Regions from separate parts of the Thunnus thynnus genome. Here region 2 is linked to region 1. A link is a contact called in public Hi-C data. All regions are on one chromosome and are shown on one strand. The core of a region is the stretch at or near the end of the contact, and the rest is flanking DNA. Distances in the headings are between cores, read along the strand shown. Region 1 holds the start of gstcd (glutathione S-transferase, C-terminal domain containing). Region 2 holds the start of tbck (TBC1 domain containing kinase).

The links. Hi-C and Micro-C count contacts between places; a contact is called where the count stands out from the background.
Region 2: a Hi-C map of muscle shows a contact between it and region 1, with 4 times the contacts expected there. The contact joins the promoter of tbck here to the promoter of gstcd in region 1. A contact is called at or near these places in 2 of 3 Hi-C or Micro-C datasets (heart and muscle).

What each region holds. Positions count from the first base shown.
Region 1 is chr3:22,826,199-22,831,380 of fThuThy2.1, reverse strand. gstcd (glutathione S-transferase, C-terminal domain containing) reads right to left here and starts at 1,981. Exons shown (of 12, transcript XM_067584816.1): 1 at 1,854-1,981; 2 at 1,243-1,673; 3 at 1-222. The coding sequence starts at 1,662. ints12 (integrator complex subunit 12) reads left to right here and starts at 2,181. Exons shown (of 7, transcript XM_067584817.1): 1 at 2,181-2,320; 2 at 3,313-3,476; 3 at 3,594-3,755; 4 at 4,377-4,558; 5 at 4,756-4,915; 6 at 5,060-5,182. The coding sequence starts at 3,321.
Region 2 is chr3:23,034,748-23,039,929 of fThuThy2.1, reverse strand. It overlaps tbck (TBC1 domain containing kinase), which reads left to right and starts at 2,881. Exons shown (of 26, transcript XM_067584823.1): 1 at 2,881-3,166; 2 at 3,592-3,804; 3 at 4,072-4,144; 4 at 4,517-4,631; 5 at 4,746-4,819. The coding sequence starts at 3,612. aimp1a (aminoacyl tRNA synthetase complex interacting multifunctional protein 1a) reads right to left here and starts at 2,783. Exons shown (of 7, transcript XM_067584829.1): 1 at 2,647-2,783. The coding sequence starts at 2,648.

The sequences.
Region 1 (5,182 bases), core at 732-3,231:
CCCTTGACCTTCAGGGGACTCATTCTTTTCATTCTGTCTCTGCTCTTGCAGTTTCTGTCTCCGTATTTTGTCATCATTGTGGACTTTGACAGGCTCCGCTAGCCGTCGCTCTAGGGTGAGGATGGAGAGAGGCAGCTGCTGATATTGATTTGTGGGATTTCGGAGGTGTTCTTCTACAGCAGACGGGATGCCAATTTCACACAGTCTGGTCCACTTGCTCACCTGAGAGTGAGGGAAGAGGATTAAAAAGATTTTTGAGATCTCTGAGGTCAAATACAACACTCAAAATTGAAAAAGAAATTAGATGTTGTGCATTACTATATTGATGTTTGTCTATGTATGATGCTGCTGACACTATTATCAGAGCCTAACTGACATACTGAAAGAAAAACTAATTCCACCAACCCCGCTAGTGTTGTGTGATCATTAAAGAAACATATAGTAAAAGTAATTTTTGCCAACCATTGAAATTTCATCAGCTAAGAAAACAGAGTAAAATAATACACACCCACAAAAGGCTGAAGAAGAACAAGCAATTTTGATAACTCTATTTTATGGTTCTTGCACAATTATTTGAGTTGAATTAGCTGTACAGAGTTTATAAGCTGATGTTGATTTCCAGCTGACTTTTCTAGGAAGAACTGCTCCATTTAAACCCTAATCAATATCGATTCATTCTTCATTTATTATACGAAACTTTGATCTTCATTAAATGTTCAGTTGTATTCTTGCCAGTAAACAAAGTTCACATTTTTGCATGTTCAGCTGACCTGCTGTGCACCCACAAGAATACTTGGTTATACTTGCATAAATACTTAATTGTATTTAATTAATCTAAAGTGTACTAATTGGATACTGTCCCAGTTTTTTTTGTTTTTTTTTTGTTTAATTAGTACCAAATAACACAGTCCTTCCCAGGGAGCTTTGTGTGAATTTAAAGTTTCATATCAGTTCCTTTTTAGGACATTATAGGGAACTATGGGACCTGTTAAATTAGTGTTACTGTGATTTTGAGTAACTGCCAACATGCCAAAACACAAAGGTAGGTCTTAAAATATAGTGGTTTTTAACACTGCCAAGTGTTGTTGGAGTTCTACCCTTTAAAGCTGCTTTCCCTTTTCCACGCATCCCACAAGTAGGTGAAGTTGTGCCAGAAAGCCCCACTATGTGACTGATGCTGTGACACATTCAGTCTTTTTCTTTTTGGTACTTTGGTAATTTGTTTCTCTGCTTGCCACTAACCTCAGCACAGGCCTTCAGACATGTCTTCTTGAAGCCCAGCAGTGCCAACACATCATTTCTGGAAGGGTCAGCTTCAGTGGTCTTGTTGATGATGTGTCTCAGGACCACAGCCAGTCCTGCCCTGCAGAGCCTCCCAGTCTCATCCAAAACTGCAGGGAGACGACAGCCCCTCACCAACTGAGGCAGATCCTCCAGCTGGACGTCACACACGTGCAAAGACTCTGGTAGCTGACTCCTCAGTGACTGAGAGTTGGCGGGTTTGGTGAAGACCAGAAAAACTTTGAAAGACTTGCACTCAGAGTAGGACAGGAGAAACAGGACAATAGGGGTGTGCAACGGGAGACGCAGCTCCTCATTTTGGGAACAAACTTCTAGAAAGAGGGAGGCTTGCTGCTGCTGCTGTACGTCTGTGTGCTTCATTATGGATAATACTGTGGAGAAAACACAGAGGGGGGAGTTAGCACGTAATTAGCTTGACAATGTTTTCAAAGTCAGACTAAACAACATCAATAAATTGCTCAGTTTTGTGCATTTTGAAGCATGACAGCTAAGGCATGATAGCTAAAATACCGTTTTAATTCTGGCGCATAAAATGATATTAACATACTCACAGCAGCTTTTTAAAATATGAACGTATGCACCGTCAATTTCAATAAGATAAAACCACGTTGTTTTGATACACGCTTCCTAGCACACGCAGCACAGCTTCTTCTTTCCTTTTACTAAAGCTAGGATAGCTACACAGCGCCATCAGCTGTCCATTTTAAAAACTTCAAAAAAAATCAAAACGGAAATACATATTTTAAAATGCTAAATCAATTTAAAGAATGTTTCAATTATACGTGTTGGATTTTAAAATATTAAATACGCAGTAAATTTATGTAATAAACCTCAATAAAAAAAACATTTTCATACGAGGTTCCGCGCAGGTAGATTCCGGACATATTTAACGGTTGCGAGAGCTGTTAGTGCGAGAGGAAACGCTTCCCCGGCTGTTCGCTCCTGTGTAGGAAGTTTACAACCGTCGGTTAACGAAAATACCGGCGTAAAAGGGCAAGATTTTACCAGAAAGTGTGAGGTAATGTAACCAAAGAGAGAATAATAAATTGCGAACTTGGTTTTATAACGGACAGCTGGGGAGGAAAGGTACCTTTAGCCATTGTGGAGCTGCTACAGTGCTCCGTGTTTCTGGTCCGGAATAATAACGTTACAGAGGAACCAAATCAATCCAGTGTTATCGCATGAATCTCTTTATATAAAACCCGAAAGACGGAAAGGGGACACGCATTATGGTATATGAGACTCAACCAGAGGCGTGGGTTACTTCAGCGCATCTTACCTATGAGAATAATGTACAATTCGCACGGAAACATTGATCATTACAGGGCACGTTGATGTGAACATACAATAGGGTACATTGGTGTAAGTGAAAAATCAACACTATGAACAACAGTCTGAGTCAACCTATTGCAACGGTTCTTTCCCTTAGAGGTTTTTTTGTGGCCTGTTTTCTCCTCTCTTCTTTCTATTTCAGTTCAGTTTGTAATAGCGCTTCTTATGCGGTTATTTTTAATGGTTGTGGTCATCGGTGTAAATGTCTTTGTCCATAAAACACTGAATACATAAGAGGCTCAAACTGGGGTAGATTGCACTGAAGAAAAACAAAGAGACGGTTAAGTTACTAAGAAATATATTTTTAATCTCCCTGCATGTTTTATGTGGAGGGAGAACGGTTCATAAATTTAATTTTAACAGCCCAGTCTAATATAGCTGAATGTGTCGATGCTTTGTTAATATTGTGTTATAGTGTATTGACTGTAGCAGACTGCAGAGATTACAAGTCCTTAAAAAGACATTTTGTCTTTGGAATCGAAAAGAGTTTCCCTTTTTCAAGTCAAATGTCAATGCAATGTTTATATCTAATGCAGCTTTTATTTAGTCTAAATTTACCTTACTTTCTTATATTTAGGAATTCTGTCACTTGCCAATCTTGTTTTGGGATGACCTTAGCAGTGGTATTTGACCATGCAAGTTGTAACTGTAGCCTGACATAATTTTTTTGACTCCTAGTTTAAGTCATGGCTGGACCTGTCAGTTTGGAGTTGGATCCCATCTTCCTTAAGGGACTGAGCTACCTGCACTCCAAGAGTAAAGATTCAGCTGAGAAACTCAAAGCTCTGCTAGATGAGTCCCTTTCAAGAGGAAGTGATTCATCTTATCGCTCATCACAAAAAGTAAGGACTCCATCATGTCTTTATGTTAATATAGTTTCTTATTTTCTTCAATTTCATTGGTTTGTAATCTATGGAACTAATTGCCAAATACTGTATATTATCATTGCATATCTTCAGGATATAGAGGTGTCCAAGGTGTCTGTATCAAAACTCAGCTTAAGTAAACAAGACTCCAAGTCCTCCTCCAGTTCCTCATCTTCCAGCAGCAGCAGCAGTGTCAGCAGCAAATCCAGCTCGGAGAAGAGCAGGAAGGAGGGAGAGAAGAGATCCTCTGAGAAGGTACAGGGTTGTGTTTTGAATCTTTTAAATAAGAATAAATGTAGACTCATGTTCCAGCAGAATTTAGGACCACACAAAGAAAGTCAGTATCTCTTTTAACACACTGTTGTCTTTGTAAATCAACTCTTGTAGTTATGAGTTTACCTTGGCATTTGCTTTGCATTTTGCTTGTCAAGTGCCAATCCAGTTTGGCTGCCTGTTAACCTGCCTGTGAGATGTGTTGCTCTGTAAAATAGTGTAGCATAAATTGTGAAAGTTGTTAAGTCACAATCACATGTGAAACTAAATATATACATTTCTAGTTTTAGAATTCCAGTGTAGAAAGTTGAAAAACAAATGCTATATGTTTGTGTTTTTCTTTTCAAGTTTCTTTTAGTCCTACAGTGCTATATTTCAGCGCTACACAAGAAAGACTAAGCCGATTCATACAGTTCAGGTCACAATTGATCAGCAAGATGGGGTAATTAGAGTTAAGAGTTTTGCTTAAAGTGCAGGAAGAACACATGCATAACTCATGTAGGACAGTACAAGATGGCTAAAATCTGACAATGCTGTTGCTTATGGCACTGATGCCAGCATGCGTTGTACAAACTAACCTCTTGCTGTCTTAATGACAAACAGGTCAGGGTTGAAATGGGTGAGGTAGACCCTCCGAAAAAGCCACGTTTGGAGAAACAGGAGAATCGTTCCTCTCCAATCACCGTTCAGACAAGCAAAGACCTCCTGCCAAACATAAACGACAACGATGAGACAAACGCTGATGACTTTGCCATGGAAATGGGTCTGGCGTGTGTAGTTTGCAGGTATGTGTTAATTATTAGCAGATAAAGTAAATGTAACTTCTATGTATGTAACGCCCTTTAGGATGTCGGTATGTATTCTGTCCAATTATTAATATTATAATCTGCTTAATCTTTTAGGATGGAAAGCTTGGAGGATAACTCAGTGTGTTTTTCTATTCACATGTTGACTTTGCTGCCCTATTTTTTAATTACCAAAGACAAATGACAGTGACCATGGGAAACCAGTTGGTGGAGTGCCAGGAGTGCCATAACCTGTACCACCAGGACTGTCATAAGCCTCAAGTGACAGACAAAGAAGTTAATGACCCACGACTCGTGTGGTATTGCGCCCGCTGCACCAGGCAAATGAAACGTATGGTGAGGAATGTTAATTATATTCCAGTATCTACTCTGTGCTCATTTGGAGCACATCATCACTGATAAGATGACTAGTCAGTGCTGTTAACAGGTTCTGGTTTTGTTTCCATGGTCTAAAACTAACTATTTTGGTTTGTCCACAAGGCCCAGAAACCTCCACAGAAGCCGTCCCCTGCCTCTGCATCTTCAGCACCAGTTGTAAAAGATACACTAGTGAAAAAGGCAGAGTTTAAAACTAAGCCCGACACAGCCAGCACCTTCCAAGCC
Region 2 (5,182 bases), core at 1,632-4,131, 210 kb before region 1:
CATTCAATAGGTTATCCTCTAAGTCACACTTTGCACCTAAGCCGCTCTTTTGCCACTAAACAAAAATACAGTTGGACACCAGTTTGACTTTGGGGTGATGTCCCTTTATCACATTGAGCTCTGCAAATTACTTTTTGAAGAAAGAGGAAAAGAAGGATTTTTACAAGGCTGAGGCATGGAGAAGAAAACTTCTTTCACATATTACAGGGAGGTGCTGGAAAACAACAGCTGGCCTAAGATGAAAACAAAATGTTGGGGGATGAGGAAATTAGAAACACAAAAGAGCTGGAGTTGATAAAATCAAGGATCAAAGCATTGTTTTTTGAGAAACTGAATTGATTTAACAGGACCAGTGGTCGAGTAATAACAAGAGCCACAAAATGGCTGATCTTATTTGGATAACCTTTGAAAATGGGTCTTTGGGCTGAGGTATTGTCCCCAACATAAAGACATGAAGAGGTCATTTCAGCTTTGGATTTTAAATAGAATAGCCAAAGGTATTAAAAAAGTGATGTGGGATGTCACGGAGGGAAATAAAAATCACAACCACTTATATTCCAGAGGGCATAGTCTTTCAACCCTCCTTATTTACCTGTCTTCACTGTATGGAAATTAAAATATCTTTTATTCATCTCCTGGTGTGTAACTATATAAAGTTGGCAGTCACCCCATAGATGGGGTACAGCTGGTCGAGGCATGTGACTATATCCACTCTTATCACTCTCCTAAAAATAGACATGACTGGTTTGCTTAGTCATACAGTTCTCATTAGTTCACACATTTCATGTCTATACATTTTCAAATAAAAAAAAAAATCAAAGATGATCCTGCATAGCAATGCACAGGCTACACAGGTGGTTTGAATCAAATCAGTAAATCAGTTACATTTAACCATCAGCTTTCTCTGGTATGGTGGTGTGTGAGCAGACTTACTAGAATACAAGTGTTTTCTCTTTTCATGCTTCATTCCCACAGTAAAAATATACTGCAGCAGGAGAATACTTCCCTATCTGTCTGACAACCAGACCATTATGAAGGAAACAAGAGTGCAGCATGCCAGCACCACCTCAAGGTATCAGAAGGACCTACACCTTTTAATTAGAGATACATAGCCTTCAGCAGTTTATACAGTCATGTGTTTTTGACTTACACATATTAGCCCTTAAAAGGTGCTGTGTGTAAGATTTAATGGCATCGGGTGGTGAGGTTACAGATTGCAAACAACTAAATTCCCCTCCCAAGCATGTAGGAGAACCTGTGGTGGCTGCAAAACTCGTGAAAAATGCAAAAGGCCCTTTTTAGAGCCACTGTTTGGTTTGTCTGTTCTGTGCTATTGTAGAAACATGGTGATGCAACATGGTGGCCTCCATGGAAGGGGACTGACTCCCTATGGAGAAGGGCGATTCTTATTCTCAGGTGATTATACACAAATTAAAACATACTTATGAATATTATATTCCATTTCTGGCAAGTCTGTTCCGATAGATATCACTAAATCTTACATACTGGTCCTTTAATGGGATAAAGTAGAATGATGATTAAGAAACACTTCTTAGTGTTTGACAATGTGTTGAGAAGTTTGATTTATTACTTTTTTTTTTTTACCTATACTCAAAGGCTTATTGATTAAATCAGTTAAAATATGGTGCAATGCTGAGAATATAGATGACCTCATGTTCAGAACTGACGACAGTATAACCCCTAAACACAAATTATTCACATCTAAATAGAAAACACTTGAAGGCTTGACAGTGCAGAAATACTAAGACTCTCGTCCATGAGTGGGGTTGCATTCATCAATTGTCTTCATTTTTGAGTATTTTTCCTCCCAAATCTGTTTAATTGTTAAGATGATAAAATGTCAAAACATAATGTCTATCAAGCACCTCATCATATTGTATATTTTGTCAAATGAGCTGCCAACATCCAAAAGTATTCAGTTTGCAAGAGAGCTGAAAGGATTGGTTGATTAATTGATCAGTCACGGACAGCAAATGTCCTGATATTTATTTTGATATTTAGTTGTCATCATATAACATTATCAAACGTGCAGGTTATAGCATTTTGAGGGTAAGTGTAATTATCCGATTCATATATGATGCTTTGTAAATTATTTGGTTCTCAAATGTCAAGATTTACTCTGAATCGAATAGCTTTGGGCGTTTGGATTACTATTTTAGGACATGCATGGACATCTTTGCTACAGATTAATATAATAATAATAATAATAATAATAATAATAATAATAATAATAATAATAATAATAACAATAATAATAATTTAGAATGACAAATTAGCTCTAGCTAACGTCAGACAATAAAACCGAAGATCGAATCGCAAATTACAATAACTAATCAAATAAACATAATATTTTTTTTTAGTGAGGTAGTACTAATCAATACATTTGAATTACTGACTTCAGTGGAAAATATGTACACTTTGCATTTACGTTGCTCCAGTTAAATCAGTAAGCTACAGTATAGAATTGAAGTAGTAACTTCGACTAACGTTACACTGCTCTTGACTTCAGGCTAACTGACACGTAGCTAGACGGTCAGTTGGACGTTACTGGCACGTTGAGATTCAAATACAACATAAGCTATAATGTAAAACAGTGAGATATAACACAGGTTTTTAAAGACTTACATGGACTCTGTTCACTAACCCCAACACGTTGCAGCAAGAGCTGGGGGCTTGACAGCTGCAAGCCTTGATAACGTTAGCTTATTTAGCAGCTAGCCGCACACAGGCTGAATTAGGCCCCCAGCGGGTAGATCTCTGCACCATCCGGATACGACACAGAGCTCTACGCTTGCGTTGACGTATGTTCTACAGATCAGTTACCGTCGCTGAAATGCAAGGAGTCAACGGCAATTGCCTGTTTGTAATCATTAAAAAGAAAAACTAAGTCGTTCAAAATATTGGAAATTAAATCAAGAACAACTTTATTGAGAATTTGAACTAACTAGGTGATTGATTTAAGTTCCACAACCTTGATTTTGTTCTTAGAAAGTGTCTTCTGTGCACTACTTTGTCGCACAAACATAACGTCGTTGGTCACGTTCACTCACATCGCAAAGGCAGAAATAAGATTCATTTTGAAAATATTGCAATAACAACGTCCAGTTCATGCCTTTAAGATGACCAGACAGACTTTCATTTAACTGTGAGTAGACGCATTTTTCGGAAGTAATGCATGTTATTTAATCCCTCGTTTCCTACCTGGACAGTAAGGCAGTTATTTTCACAACTTACATTCTGAGGTTAGCTTGCTGGGTTTAACTGAAGCATCACTATCTGTCGTGTCCGACTTTGCTGTAACATTATACCCTAACAATAACTAACGTTATATGGTGTAAATATGTTGTAAAATGACAGTGCTATCCTGTCACTTGCTGTAATGACAATTTGCCTCAGCCATCCGCATTAATACATTTACTAGCTTTAACTGTAGCTAAGCAATCAACACTTCATTCATTAGTTCAGTTTTTAAACTCCTGATTAATGCGTAAGTTGCTCACATGCTGGGAATCAGAATGTCTCATATATATGTATATACTGTATGCTGAAGATTCTCTTCCCCATTATCAGTGCTTAAAGTCAGAGACATTATGAGGCCCCTCAAGGATGCTCAGCTGGGGGCCTTCACCTTCTTTGCCTCAGCCCTCCCGCATGACGTCTGTGGGAGCAATGGCCTACCTCTCACCCCCAACTCCATCAAAATCCTGGGACGCTTCCAGATCCTCAAGACCGTCACTCACCCCAGACTCTGCCAGTATGTGGACATCTCCAGAGGAAAGCATGGTATGGCTTTCTGTCTTGCCTTATAGTATGGGATTGACATCACATTATGCTTCCTATTATGGTCCTCCCAGTCACATTTCATCACATTATTCTGTCTTTGAGCAAAACATATCTGGCCCTTAATTTGATGACTCAAGATTGTAGGATACAAATTAATGATTATTATACATGCTCACTCATAATAAAAACATTTCAAATTCAAGTGTTTTCTAATCCAATTGCATACAATATCTTATTGTTTGGTCCCTTCTTCTTCTTGCCCCATAGAACGGCTGATTGTTGTTGCTGAGCACTTTGAGAGCAGTTTAAGTGATTTCCAAAAACAGGGAAAAACAGTCAGGTGAGATTGTCATTAAAAATCATTATTAACTATTCAGAAGTAATTATATGTGAACCCACTGCTTTTGCTCCTTTCACACTGGGGCTGACATTGTTTTTCCTGGTTAGCAGTCACCATGAGACTGTGTACTACTGAGAGATGTTTCCGTATTTGATGGGAAGTGAAATTCTGCAATATGCATTAACCTTGCCATCTACTGGCTGCGGGTAGTTTTGCATAATAACAATATTCTGTTGCACTTTCCAAGACAATCTTTTATAGTAACCTTAAGCTTAAATGTGTTGCAGATGAGGTTGAATTTACCCACATATTTTTTCTCTGACTTGACCCTTAAATGGAATTGAAACAGTGCCATGTTTGTGTTTGTGTTAGCCCAGAGAAGGTACTGCAGATAGCCTATGAGGTCCTTGAAGGTCTGGAGTTTATGAACAAACATGGTATGGTGCACAGAGCCCTCACCGCACACAACGTGCTCATGGACTGCAAGGTACTGTGCCCATCAAATTTAGCTGTTTTATATATGTCTGTTATTTACTTACTTAGAAAATGAAATGATTGCCTAAATGCAGTCCAACATCTAAGATGGATTTTTTCTTTGAAGGGGAATGTCAAGCTGGCAAAGTTTGGCCTTTATCACATGACTGATCATGGGGCAGATGTAGATTTTCCCATTGGGTATGTATTCTTCTCCTCATTTATCGCAAAGAAATATCCATTAGTGCTCCTCTGGAACTTTTCAACTGGTGGGCCTGAGCTATGTGAGCTGTCTCTTCAGGGTTAAAGGTTCACTTGTTTCTGTTTGCTGTTAGTCAAATCATAAAAAAGTCAATTGACCATAACATTGATGCATAATGGCCCATCCTTTTGCATGGAATCCAGGTTATGGGGCATCCAAATAGCTTCCTGGTTGAGGAACTATAACAGATCGTTGGACTTTTATCCTAATCCAAAGGCCTTTGTGTTCTATCAAGTCTCTCTGAGTAATATCCTTTTGCAGATTGAAAAGAGGAATCATGGCACATGCCCATGTTTTTAAAA